Regions from separate parts of the Sus scrofa genome. Here region 1 is linked to region 2. The links are chromatin contacts, called in public HiChIP or PLAC-seq maps. All regions are on one chromosome and are shown on one strand. The core of a region is the stretch at or near the end of the contact, and the rest is flanking DNA. Distances in the headings are between cores, read along the strand shown.

The links. HiChIP or PLAC-seq counts read pairs in DNA pulled down with a chosen protein or histone mark.
Region 1: a contact with region 2 is called in an H3K27ac HiChIP or PLAC-seq map of alveolar macrophages. The contact joins two enhancer-like sites. A contact is called at or near these places in 1 of 47 Hi-C or Micro-C datasets (embryonic fibroblasts) and 1 of 2 datasets of contacts at active chromatin or transcription factors (alveolar macrophages).

What each region holds. Positions count from the first base shown.
Region 1 is chr8:84,797,168-84,802,929 of Sscrofa11.1, reverse strand. No RefSeq gene overlaps it. Among named protein-coding and RNA genes, the nearest start is that of INPP4B, 12 kb to the left of the region's middle. Within about 2 kb of position 3,694, at least 3 of the 83 cell types and tissues checked have an H3K27ac peak or open chromatin away from gene starts, as enhancers often do. A contact at or near this core is called in alveolar macrophages, where this site is marked.
Region 2 is chr8:84,622,954-84,629,392 of Sscrofa11.1, reverse strand. No RefSeq gene overlaps it. Among named protein-coding and RNA genes, the nearest start is that of USP38, 25 kb to the right of the region's middle. Within about 2 kb of position 1,537, at least 2 of the 83 cell types and tissues checked have an H3K27ac peak or open chromatin away from gene starts, as enhancers often do. A contact at or near this core is called in alveolar macrophages, where this site is marked.

The DNA of each region.
Region 1 (5,762 bases), core at 2,445-4,944, 170 kb before region 2:
CTGTGGGTTGGGAACAGTGGATGAGAGAGAAACTAGATCTGTCTCTTGCTGGACCTCAAAAGACTCTGGGGCAACTGAACTCCAGGCAGGAAGCCCAAGATCACAGGCACTTTTCGTTCAAGGATCCCAAGTGCTCCCTGAAACAAGCTGGCAAACCAAGCAACATCCCCTCTCCAACCTATTCTGTCCCTAACCCCACATCCCAGGTACCATCATAGAAGGACGTGGCCTTTATACTTTGGAAGAAATCCTGAGAAGTCTCCTGTTCTTCGCTTGGTCTTTCTCCCGTGTCATTCCCTTCTGTGCCCCTCGTTTGTCTGTGAAGTGGAGTTAAACACAATAGCAGGGTCTTAGCTGAGCCTTGGTGACTTTGTTCCCTCCCAGGGTGGATCAGAGGGCAGGAACAGTATGGTGAAGCCAGCCTGGAGTTGGCACCAGAAGATGATGGATTGAAAGAGCTCTAAATGGGAACCCATTGGTAGAACCTATAAGTGTTCTTTGCCTCAAAAACAAACAAAAGAAACAAAGCAAACAAAACAGACTTCCAGAAATCAAGTGGGATACCAGCTCCAACTATTCTTTTTTTAAATTGTTAATTTAAAAAATTTATTTAATTGTAGTTGATGAACAATAGTATGTAAGTTACAGGTATACAATATACTGATGAACAACGTATAAAGGTTATGCTTCACTTAGAGTTATTATGAAATATTGGCTATATTTTCCATATTTTACAATATATCCTTATAGCTTATTCTATACATAAGAGTCAGCACCCCTTAATCCCCACCCCGCCTTCCACTCCCTACTTCCCTCTCCCCACGGGTAACCACAAGTTTGTTCCCTGTATCTGTGAGTCTGCTTCTTTTTGGTTCTGTTCATTAGTGTGCTGTATTTTTCAGATTCCACATACCTTAATTGTCTTTTGCAGGGAGGTGTGATCCCCAGAGGCTAAAGAAGCCACACACATTTGGGTGAGAGTTACAAGGAACAAAGATACACTGGGCAGACATGAAATACTAGAAATCCATGGTGTTGGTCTGTCTGATGGGACCCCTTTCTCTGTACCTCTCATTTTTCTCTGCCAGAGAAGCCACTGTCTTTGCCGCTACTGGGATCCTAGTCACCTTATATTGGACAGCTAGGAGTGGAGGGATGAAGAAAACTTGGGGGACACTGCCATTCAGAACCACAGTGTTGCTCTCTTCTGATCTGACTCCTTCCTTTTGATCATGAATACTTCCCAGCAACTTTCATTGCCTACGGTTGTTTTTTGGAGGTTCCACTTTCTTCTCTTTCCCCTAGCTGAATGATCTTCAGTCCAAATTGCAAAGGACAGCATCAGACTGACTGGGGCAATGAATCTCTCTCCTATTAAGAAGAGAGCCTCTTGCAAGAAGTTACTCTATACATTGTATAGCTAGGCTAGTCTTTGATCAAGTGTCCACACTTCTCTAGAGAGTATCATACTCAGTGGAGTAAGTCAGACAGAGAAAGGCAAATACCGTAAGATATCACTTATATATGGAAACTAATTTAAACAATGATACCAAGAACTTATTTATAAAACAAATAAAATTACAGATTTTGAAATCAAATCTGTGGTTACCAAAGGAGAATCAGTGGCAGGGAGGGATAAATTAGGGGGTGGAATTAACATATACACACTACTATATAAAATAGGAGTTTCCCTGTGGCACAGTAGGTTAAGGATCTGGCATTGTCACTATAGCAGCTCAGGTCACTGCTGTGGTACGGGTTTAATCCCCAGCCCAGGAATTTCTTTATTCCACAGGCGGGTGTGGCCAAAAAAGAAAAAATTAAATTAAATTAAATAAATACAAGGACCTACTGTATAGCAAGGAAAGTCTACTCAATATTCTGTAATAACCTATATGGGGAAAAAGAATGGAGATGCATATATACACATATATATATAACTGATATATATAACAGATTTATTTTGCTGTACACCTGAAACTAATACAATATTGTAAGTCAACTATACTTAAATATTTTTTTTTTAAGAGCAACCTGGTATTGTTTATGAGAGTGGGGAACTGTGAGTTAGGAATTTCAGCTTGAGAGGGATATCAGGCACCAGGCTAGTAAAGATCCTTAATGAAACAAATGCACATTCAAATACGTAAGAAAATAGCTTTGGTGAAAACATACACACATGCAGTGAAAATATATGTTTCTGCTAAAAGTTATGAAATCAAAGAAAGAGGTTCAAGTACTTGTCATCACTACGGAACACGCTTACAGATGGGGTTAAGGCGACACAGCAAGAAAGTCAAATCTCTTACAGTTCAGGTCAAATTCCTAATATGTTATTCACTGTTTGGTTTTGTTTTTCTGAAAGAAGAAAACACTGCCCAGTTTTTGTTCTGCTTTTTATAATAAAGCATGCATTGTGGCTTTTATTAATTCTGAAAGAGAAAGCATACTATGTAAAATAGTAAACCACTTTACGATTGTCCTTTGATAATCTATATGCCAGGGAGGCTGTAGTTTATTTATCTAAGTAAGGCTAAATTTTTATTATACACAAACGACTTCAAACTGTTCTTAAAATGAATAAAGAAGAAAAGCCATCTCTGCTTGCATAACTACACAATTACATGGTTTTCACCAAACTCTGAATGTTTCTTTCTTTAAAGTGACCTTGGACTATAGCTATTTTTACAATTTTTTCCCGGGGAAACTGAGGAATAAAATTAAAGTCAAGTTTTGGCTTCCTTCTATGCCAATGTCAGACAATACCTTCAGTCAAAATGTCTTATTAGAGAAATAGGCTCAAGATCAAAAATGCGACAGGACCTACTTCATCGAGCCCCTGGTTCTTGGCTACTGCATTTTTCCCCTCTTTGCAGTTGGAGCCATTTGATATCCTGTGTCTGCCCAGCCGTCTCTCAGTTCCAAAGGCACTTGATGGAAAGGGTTTGAGGACCCTCACACCACATTGGAGGTGCCGCCTTCAAGACACAGTTATTGCTCCTCCTTGCAGAGCTTGTGTCCAATACTCCTGAATGGTTTTCCTGGTTTCTGAAAACCAGATATAAAAACAACTTTCTGGGAGTTCTCATTGTGGTGCAGCAGAAACCCATGAGGACGCAGGTTCGATCCCTGGCCTGGCTCAGTGGGTTAAGGATCCAGTGTTGCTGTGAGCTGTGGTGTAGGTCAGCGGCTGTGGCTCCAATTGGATCTTTAGCCTGGGAATTTCCATATGCCACGGGTGCATCCCTAAAAACAAAAAAAGAAAAAAAAAAAAAAACCTTCTGGTAAGTGGCCCTTTGACTTGGAAAGAGATCACTGAACTTTGAGAGGATCTCTCTTCCATTTGTGGCATCGGTGTGCCTTCCCAGGACCTGCAGGTCTACTTTCTGCCTCCTGGATCCCTAATTACAGCATGATCCATACAATGGAGCAGAGTGAAATCCTGTGGACTGGTGAGATGGCCAAGGAGCCCAAGAGCCAAATCAGGGAGCAGCGACTCATGGCCTGCAGGCCAAGTCTGACCCTTGGCCCGCTTCAGTAAAGCTTGCAAGCTGAGAGGTTTTGACTTTGTTGAGGTGGTTTTTTTTTTTTTTTAGAAAAAAAGAAAGAGGAAGAAGAAAATATGCAACAGAGACTATATGTAGCCGACAAAGCCTAAAATATTTACTCTTCAGCTCTTTACAGGAAAAGTTAGCCAATCTCTGACCTAAATTACCACACAGAGCCACAGCATGGATGGAGCCTGTTGTCCACGGCTGCCCTTGTTACTTAAAAGGAAACTGCATTTGTGGTCTCTTCTTATTTGGGGTATTTAATTTTGAAAAAGCTGTTGCCAACTTGGAAATTCCATATCAGGCATCACAATCTGTGTCCAATGACGTCAGAAAATAAATCACATATGGGAGTTCCCGTCGCGGCACAGCGGAAACAAATCTGATTAGGAACCATGAGGTTGCGGGTTCAATCCCTGGTCTCGCTCAGTGGGTTCAGGATCCTGTGAAGCCGTGAGCTGTGGTGTAGGTCGCAGATGTGGCTCAGATCCTGTGTTGCCTTGGATGTGGTATAGGCTGGTGGCTGTAGCTCCAATTCGACCCCTAGCCTGGGAACATCCACATGTCACGGGTGTGGTCCTAAAAAGACAAAAGACAAAAAAAAGAAAAAAAAAAAAGAAAGAAAGAAAGAAAGAAAGAAAGAAAGAAAGAAAGAAAGAAAGAAAGAAAGAAAGAAAGAAAGAAAGAAAGAAAGAAATTAAGAAAGAAGGAAAGAAAGAAAGAAAAGAAACCACATACGGAACATCAGCTTCAATTAGAACCACTCTCTCATTAGATTTCTGATCATTGATATTGTTTCCAAGACCCATCAGTCTTCTTGCTGGTAGAACGTGAGAGCCGAATGAGGGAGGATGGGGCTAGGGATGGGATTATTCCCTCTGCCTTTCTCAAGGTAATGTTAATATCGAAGAAAGGCCCTAAAAAGACAAAAAGCAAAAAATAAAAAGTATTAACGCTACAGCTGATGTCAATAATCCCGCAAAGATCTGGCTGGCTCCCTTCTCCTGGGCATAGCTGCTCTCCTGACAGATGACTGCAGGTCCTTGTTAATGGAATAGAAAGATGGTGAACAGTGCTTGCAGCCCTATCATAGGGTCCATTCATTTATGGGCTGTGGGTCTATGAACCAGGAAAGCGCTATCACTCATAATTATAGTCACTTAGGTCATTTAGAGTTTTGCTTTTGTTTGGGGGTTGTTTATGCAGATCGAGGAGGATGATAATAAGACCCACATGTTTCTTTAAGTCTTAGGCACCTCTTGTCCCGTCAAACATCCCGGACATTCAAAACCTATGGTCATCGCTTTGGCCCTGCTGCCTGTTATGGCAACCACATCCATTCCATCTGTCTTGGGTCCTGCATTGTGTCTTCCCTTGCCCTTTGCCACCTGGAACCCCATCCACTCCACAGAAATCAGGCAGCTCCTACCATCACGGGACAACTACTCCAAACACTTCTCAAGGTATTTCTTTTTCTTTTTCTTTTTTGTCTATTTAGGGCCACACCCACGGCATATGGAGGTTCCCAGGCTAGGGGTCAAATCAGAGCTGTAACTGCTGGCCTACACCACACCCATAGCAACTCCAGATCCAAGCCACGTCTGCAACCTATACCACAGATCACCCCCATGCCAGATCCCCAACCCACTGAGCGAGACCAGGGATCGAACCTGCATCCTCATGGATACTAGTTGGGTTTCTTCCTGCTGAGCCACGACAGGAACTCCTCCAGGTATTTCTTGGTGGAGGCAGTGCCTCGTTGAAGGAGGTATCCTTTAGTCTCTCTTGGGAGACATAAGTAGGTGTAGATGACTGATTTGCATGTATAAATGTACCCCAATGTTTCCTTATCTTTATGTCTTTTTCTCTACATTATCCCAAGAAATTTCTGGCATTATAGCTTACACCTTGACCATTACTGTGGATATGGCTAGGGGCATGATAGCTATTGGCCACATTTCTATCCCATATACCCACATTTCTATCAAACGTTCTGAGCTGCTCAAGTGAGCATATTGAACCCAGAATCTCTGGCAACTGCACCCCATGCAAAATAATCAACCCGATCTAAAATTAAGCTTCTCCCTTCTTGGTCTGACACCCTCGGAATCCATTCCCACACATATTGCAGGTTTTTGCCATCACAAATGGGCAAAATCTTGTGATTTTCTCTGTTGTATAAAGCTCTTCTCTCCAGCTTTGACTGTGTTT
Region 2 (6,439 bases), core at 288-2,787:
GACACTGCAAATCTTGCCAAAGATGCGGGGTATTAGGAAATCCACTAGAATGATTTGAATTAAAAAAAAAAAAAGATTTTTAAAAGCCCTTTGGGAAACTATGATCCATGTCAACTCTTGTGACTATAGTTGATAACATTGTATTATAAACTGAAATTTGCTAAACAGACTCACAGACAAGGAGAACAGACATGTGGTTGCCAGGGGGAGAGGTGAGGGTGTGGGATGGGCAGGGAGTTTGGAGTTAGTAGATGCAAACTACTACATTTAGAATGGACAGGCAATGAGGTATTATTGTACAGCATAGGGAAATATGTCCAGTCCTTGGGATAGAGCATGATGGGGAATGACAAGAGAAAAAGAATGTATATATATGTTTGACTAGGTCACTTTGCTGAACAGCAAAAATTGGCACAACATTGTAAATCAACTATAATTTTTTTAAGTATAAAAAAAGAATACGTGAGCTGTAAAATTCTACAAAATCATGAACATTTATCTATGGGAATGGCAGACAACAAACTATATAATCACACACTGATGACCTGTGTGAATACCACATGTCCTGGAGTCAGATTCTATTTTTTGATAAGCTAGCTAGTCATTTAAGTGTGAAATCATAGAGAATGCCTATAGTACATTAGTGCTCACAGATTTAATTGGGAAGATGTCCTTAATAGGGCGAACAATCTATGATGAAGCATTTGGCTGAGGGTTAGGATTTCTTTCAGAATTTAAATAACTCCAAGTAAATCAAACATTAATTTTATCTTTGACAATCCTTAACTTAAAAATTTTAAAGGTACTTAATTTTTGATAAATACAATGAAATTTGCCTCAAAAACTATTGCTAGTTAGGTCACCTAACTAAAAAGCAATTATTCAAAGAGTTAGTATAACTATTTTTGATGAATTTTATCTCACTCCCTGACTTCCACGTTCTATAGTGGGTTGGAGTGATGGAAACAAAACAGCAATTTCAAATGAAGGAAATGGTTTCCTGATTCAGTTAGGGCCTCTGTTTGTCAGTTTTATCTGTCTCTAGTTGGATCCTATTTTGGTTTTTCCCATCACTGCTAACCTAGAATCCCAAAACTCTCCATTCCATGCTCCTCAAGTTCCCTCGAGAGATTCTTCTTAGGCAGAGTATGTGTGGCAAGCGATTTGAGCAAGAGACATTATAAGAAAGAGAAAAGATTTATTGTAGTTCACGTAACTGAAGGAAGATGTGAACAGGAAACATCTCTGAAAGAACAAGAATCCAGCCAGCTCAAAATATCACTGCCATCAAATGATGCAACTCCAACCACCTCCTGTGCCTATGAATTGTAAAAAGAAATTAATAAACAGAAACCTCAATTAGATAAGAGTTGGGAGATAGGAAGTGGGCACCCTCATGCTCTGTGATAATAGCAGAGCCCAAGAGGAAGAAGAAAGACTCCTCTTTTTTCCTGGCAAGGACTCATGGCCTGTGAAAAGCCATGGCCTCTTTGTTTACTACAGCCTGCCCAACTTCCTCTTCCTCTCTATTAAAGGAGGAAATACTCCTTTTATAAAAGTGCAGGAACTTGCCCATTGCTTGTCATGGCTTCAGGCCCCAAATTACAAGTCTCAGTGACCTGCATTCTCTGAGTCATAAATGACTTCCCATCACATTTAGTAGATTCATTCTGGCCCCTGCTTCCATGAGCAAGAATATCACAGTGGCTTAAGAACACCAACCTTGGAGTTCCTGCCATGGCGCAGTGGTTAACGAATCCGACTAGGAACCATGAGGTTGCGGGTTCGGTCCCTGCCCTTGCTCAGTGGGTGGGTTAAGGATCTAGCGTTGCCATGAGCTGTGGTGTAGGTTGCAGACGCGGCTCGGATCCCGCGTTGCTGTGGCTCTGGCGTAGGCCGGTGGCTACAGCCCCGATTCGACCCCTAGCATGGGAACCTCCATATGCCGCGGGAGCGGCCCAAGAAATAGCAAAAAAAACAAAACAAAAAAAAAAAAAACACCAACCTTGCTTTCACTTTCAGGGTCCACAATCTTGACTCTGCTTTTGCCTTAGGCAAGTTACTTTGTCTGTTTTCTTATCCATAAAACATGGTTAATAAAAATAACAATATCACAGATTTAACTTGAAAAGCTAATACATATAAAACCCTTAAAGCGTTGCCTGACATATAGTAAGAGCCATATAAGTTGTTAGCTATTTATAAGCATGATTTTATTTGGCCTCTTTTTATGGCATTTAATATATTAATAATAGACTTAAAATCCTTTAATTTCCTGGCTTCTGTGATACTGTTCTCTTAAAGTTCTCCTTCTCAGTCATCTTTTCAAGTTCCTCTTCCATTACCTGACTCTTAAATACTGGCTTGCTGCAGAGTTATTCTGGATTCTCTTCTGTTTTCATTTGATACACTGTCCTTGAGAAATTGTACCCACTCCTACAGTCCCAAGTACCAACTGTACCCTTATAATTAACAATCTCTGAGCTCCCTCTCAATCCCTCCCATTCTTATCCCCCCACTCCATCTGTCTGTCATTCATCCAACAAATACTCATTGACAGTTATTCTGTGCCCTCGGCATCATGCCAAGCACTCTGACCCAGATTCCTGCCAGAGCTCCAGAGCCACATAACCTATTTGACCTCTCTTGATGTCTCTCAAAGGCACTTCAAACTCAAGATATCCGGAACTCCCTAATCTTCCAACAAGTTCCTCATTCTGTATTCCCTGACCCAGAGACAGCATTATCCTTTACCAGGGTACCCAATCCAGAGTCCAAAGAGTTACACCTAGCTCTCCATCACTATCCTCCTTGCTTCTAATCAGTTGCTAAATTCTACCTCTTGGAGTTCCCGTCATGGCTCAGTGGTTAACGAATGAGGAACCAGGAGGTTGTGGGCTCTATCCCTGGCCTCACTCAGTGGGTTAAGGATCCAGCATTGCTGAGAGCTGTGGTGTAGGTTGCAGACGCGGCTCGGATCCTGCATTGCTGTGGCTGTGGCGTAGGCCGGTGGCTACAGCTCTGATTAGACCCCTAGCCTGGGAACCTCCATATGCTGCAGGAAGCGGCCCTAGAAAAGGCAAAAAGACCAAAAATAAATAAATTAATTAATTAATTAATTCTACCTCTTAAATATTTCTTTCTGTTGTATGGTGGTTGTGTGCCCAAGCTCTGAGGCCAAATCACACTTTCTGACTACATAACATTTTTCTTCTCTGTAAAGTGGGGATGGAATCTATTTCATACATAGTGAGCATTAAATGCAACAATCCATGTACAGTACATAGCGTTGCGCCTAGCACATAAAAAGCACTCAGTAAATAAAGATTAGTTTATTAACATCATCCTTATTTGCATTATATTTGTTGAAATCTGTTCTTTCTTGGCTAGCAGCCTAACTGGCTGGTCATGGCATCCTACCTGGTTTCCTTATGTCTTATCTTGTGCCTCATCAGCCCTTTCTTCATACCACTGCCCCACACAGTGTCTGATCTAAAACACATTAGCATAAAATAGAAATGCAGTGAACTATGAAGTGAACAGTTCATGGTATCTGAGTTCATCACATATGGAGCAGAAAGGTCTACCCAGATTGGATCTAACTGAAAATTAGTATCAGGTCAAGGACTCGTTATCAACTTTCAGACAGAAATCACATTTTCAAAATATTGGCAAACCTCCTCCACAGCAAATACTATTCATACTCATTAAGTTTGGCCAAAGTAAGTGGTTAAGACCATTTATTACAAGACTATAGTTCCTGACTCTTTGTTGATTATCCAAAACATAAAGGAGATGAATATTTACAACTGTCTTCAATACCAAAGGAAGTCCACTAAGAAGAAAAACAAAGTACTACTGAATTTTTGATAAGCATTTTTAAAACTCTGAATTGTCAATAAACTAAAGAACTTTAATCAACCTTTTTATCATGCCCTGAAAAAAAAATTGCATGAAGAAGCATTTTCTCTATTATTTTAACCACATTTTTAATCAAACACACAAAATTAGTGTTTTTCACTCTTTAAACAAACAAGGCAATGCTATTCTCTTGATCATCACCTCAAAAGATGCAGAGGAAAAAAATATTCAGAACACCTCATTTTTGCAGTTGAGTCTGCTCTGCTTTTAAAAGATTCTGCAGCAAACCAAACCTTATGGGATAACTAATGTCTTCATTACTGCTTTCTTTGAAGTAATTTCATCTGTCATATAATCCCACCTTGAGATATATTATTAAAAAGTTATAAAAGATAGAGATTGGAAGATCCAGATTAGTTCCTTCACAGATGAAACCACAAAATCAATGAAGCAGCATTATTTGTACAGAGATAAAATGAAATGTGCAACTTTAACTGATATTATACCAAAAATAAAAAAGTTAAAAGGCAAAGTTTCCATATCATCACACAAGTCCTGGTCACAATTTATGTCATTGTATGCATGCATTTGAAGAGTTGAGAAGGAAACTTGTTCAGAGAATATTTTAAATGCTGAAGGCTAGAGACAATTCTAAAAACAAAGGTATTTTTCAAATTCTGTCTCTATTCAAAATACTAAGAATCTTATTTCAAAAGAAATATTTGTTAGTAAGTAATGCTTCAATTCTGTCTAAAACATTTGGAACCTAAATTTATGCCTTCTTTATCTCTGTCTAGAATTTTTAAAGTGCACCAATCTAAAAAAGTGTTTATGTTTATTTATTTATTTATTTTTGTATGGCAGACAGGCTTTTAGCACATATGAAAACAACTGGTATTTAACTCAAAATAAGTTTTAACAATAAATATAACTAATAATATATTTAACTTTTAGACTCACGACAGCAGTTCCCACAGGTAGCAACAGGAGAAAAACAAGCATAATGTGACAAAATAAATATACATGAATTCATTCCTGTTTCCTCTATAGAATTTGATGAGATTAACAATCTCCTATAAAGCTAATTAAATCTACTGATGAAACTTTCTGAAAGACTATATGAATTGTTCTGAATCTTTCAATTTTGGCCTTCATCTATTATGTTCTTTCGAAAATATTTAGCAATAATCAAAATTTTCATCTAAATGAGAAAAGAAACCTGAAAGAAGCAGTAGTTTTTCACTTGATGTATCAAGACTCTTTCAAGAGTATGCCCAATCTCTAGAGCTAAATTCAATGGCATGATCTCAAGAGCAGCTTCTTAGTCAGTCAATTTTCAAACCAAAGATGATTATACTGCCAATATATTGCTGTTGTGTTTTGACAGATGGCTGTGATAATATATTACTCCATTAAGTTAAACAGGCCCTATTCACCAAGGCATCTAACACTTCCTTTTGTATCATTCACCAACATTCCTTCCTTAGCATGAATTTTGCTTTTCTTCACATTCTGTGCAATAGTTGCTTGAGACCTAACATCAAATCTTCAACACCATCATAACTGTCCCTACCTTTCAATATCTTATACAAGGGCAGGGGGGTAGTCGAAATTACAGGGAATATGCAATATGGCAGGTCTTGGTTAGAATCCCAAGATCACTTACTTGATCCATGACCTTGGGAAAATTACTCACCTTGAGTCTGTTTCATTATCAGTAAAATAAGAAGAATAATACTTCATTTGCAAATTTTTTAATAAAAATTAAATGTAGTATAAAGTACCCCATTGCCACGAAATAATAAATACAAAGGCTTACATTAGAGCAATAAATTCTCATTCTATCTTCCTGCACAACAAGGCCACGCTTTGTATTACTCTTTTAACAATGTTAACAAGGTCTCAATGAATTATTAATCTCATCCCTGCTGTCCATAGTTATCACTGATCTATTTCCCACTTCTGTTGTTTTCATTCTTACACAGGTGACCCTGTGAGAACTGGAGTCAGCTCCAAAATTTCTATATAAGAAGAAATCATGAGAAACAATCTGGTAAGGAGACATTCAAAAAACTGTCTTAAAAGCTGAATTTGCATAAGGATGCTGGTTTATTTCCAGTAAAAAGAGGGGAATGCATTGATGTTTTGCTTACAAAGTAAGCACATATATTTTTTATACGTGGTGCATGTTTTGGGAGTTTTCAGGAGGCTGATGGAGACACAGAGGATCTTAAAAATCCCTCTTCTTCTTTTGTGTCCAGCCATCATTTAGCCCATCATCAAACATTATCCTCCATGATAATTTTCAAAATTGTATTCTTAGATCACATTACTACTATACCTAGAATACTCTTCCTTTCTCATAACCTATTTATTCCTCCATGTCTATCCTAAGAAATATTAAAAGTTACAAACTGCTCATTACGCATTACCTAATTTTAACCAAAACTTTAGTCGAGAAAACTGCAATATATGGGCTAGTGCTGGAGCTAGACAGCCTGTGTTCAAGCAGGTGTGTGACCTTGGGCAAGTTTCTAATCCTCTCTATGGGTCAGCTTCATCATCTATAAAATGAGGA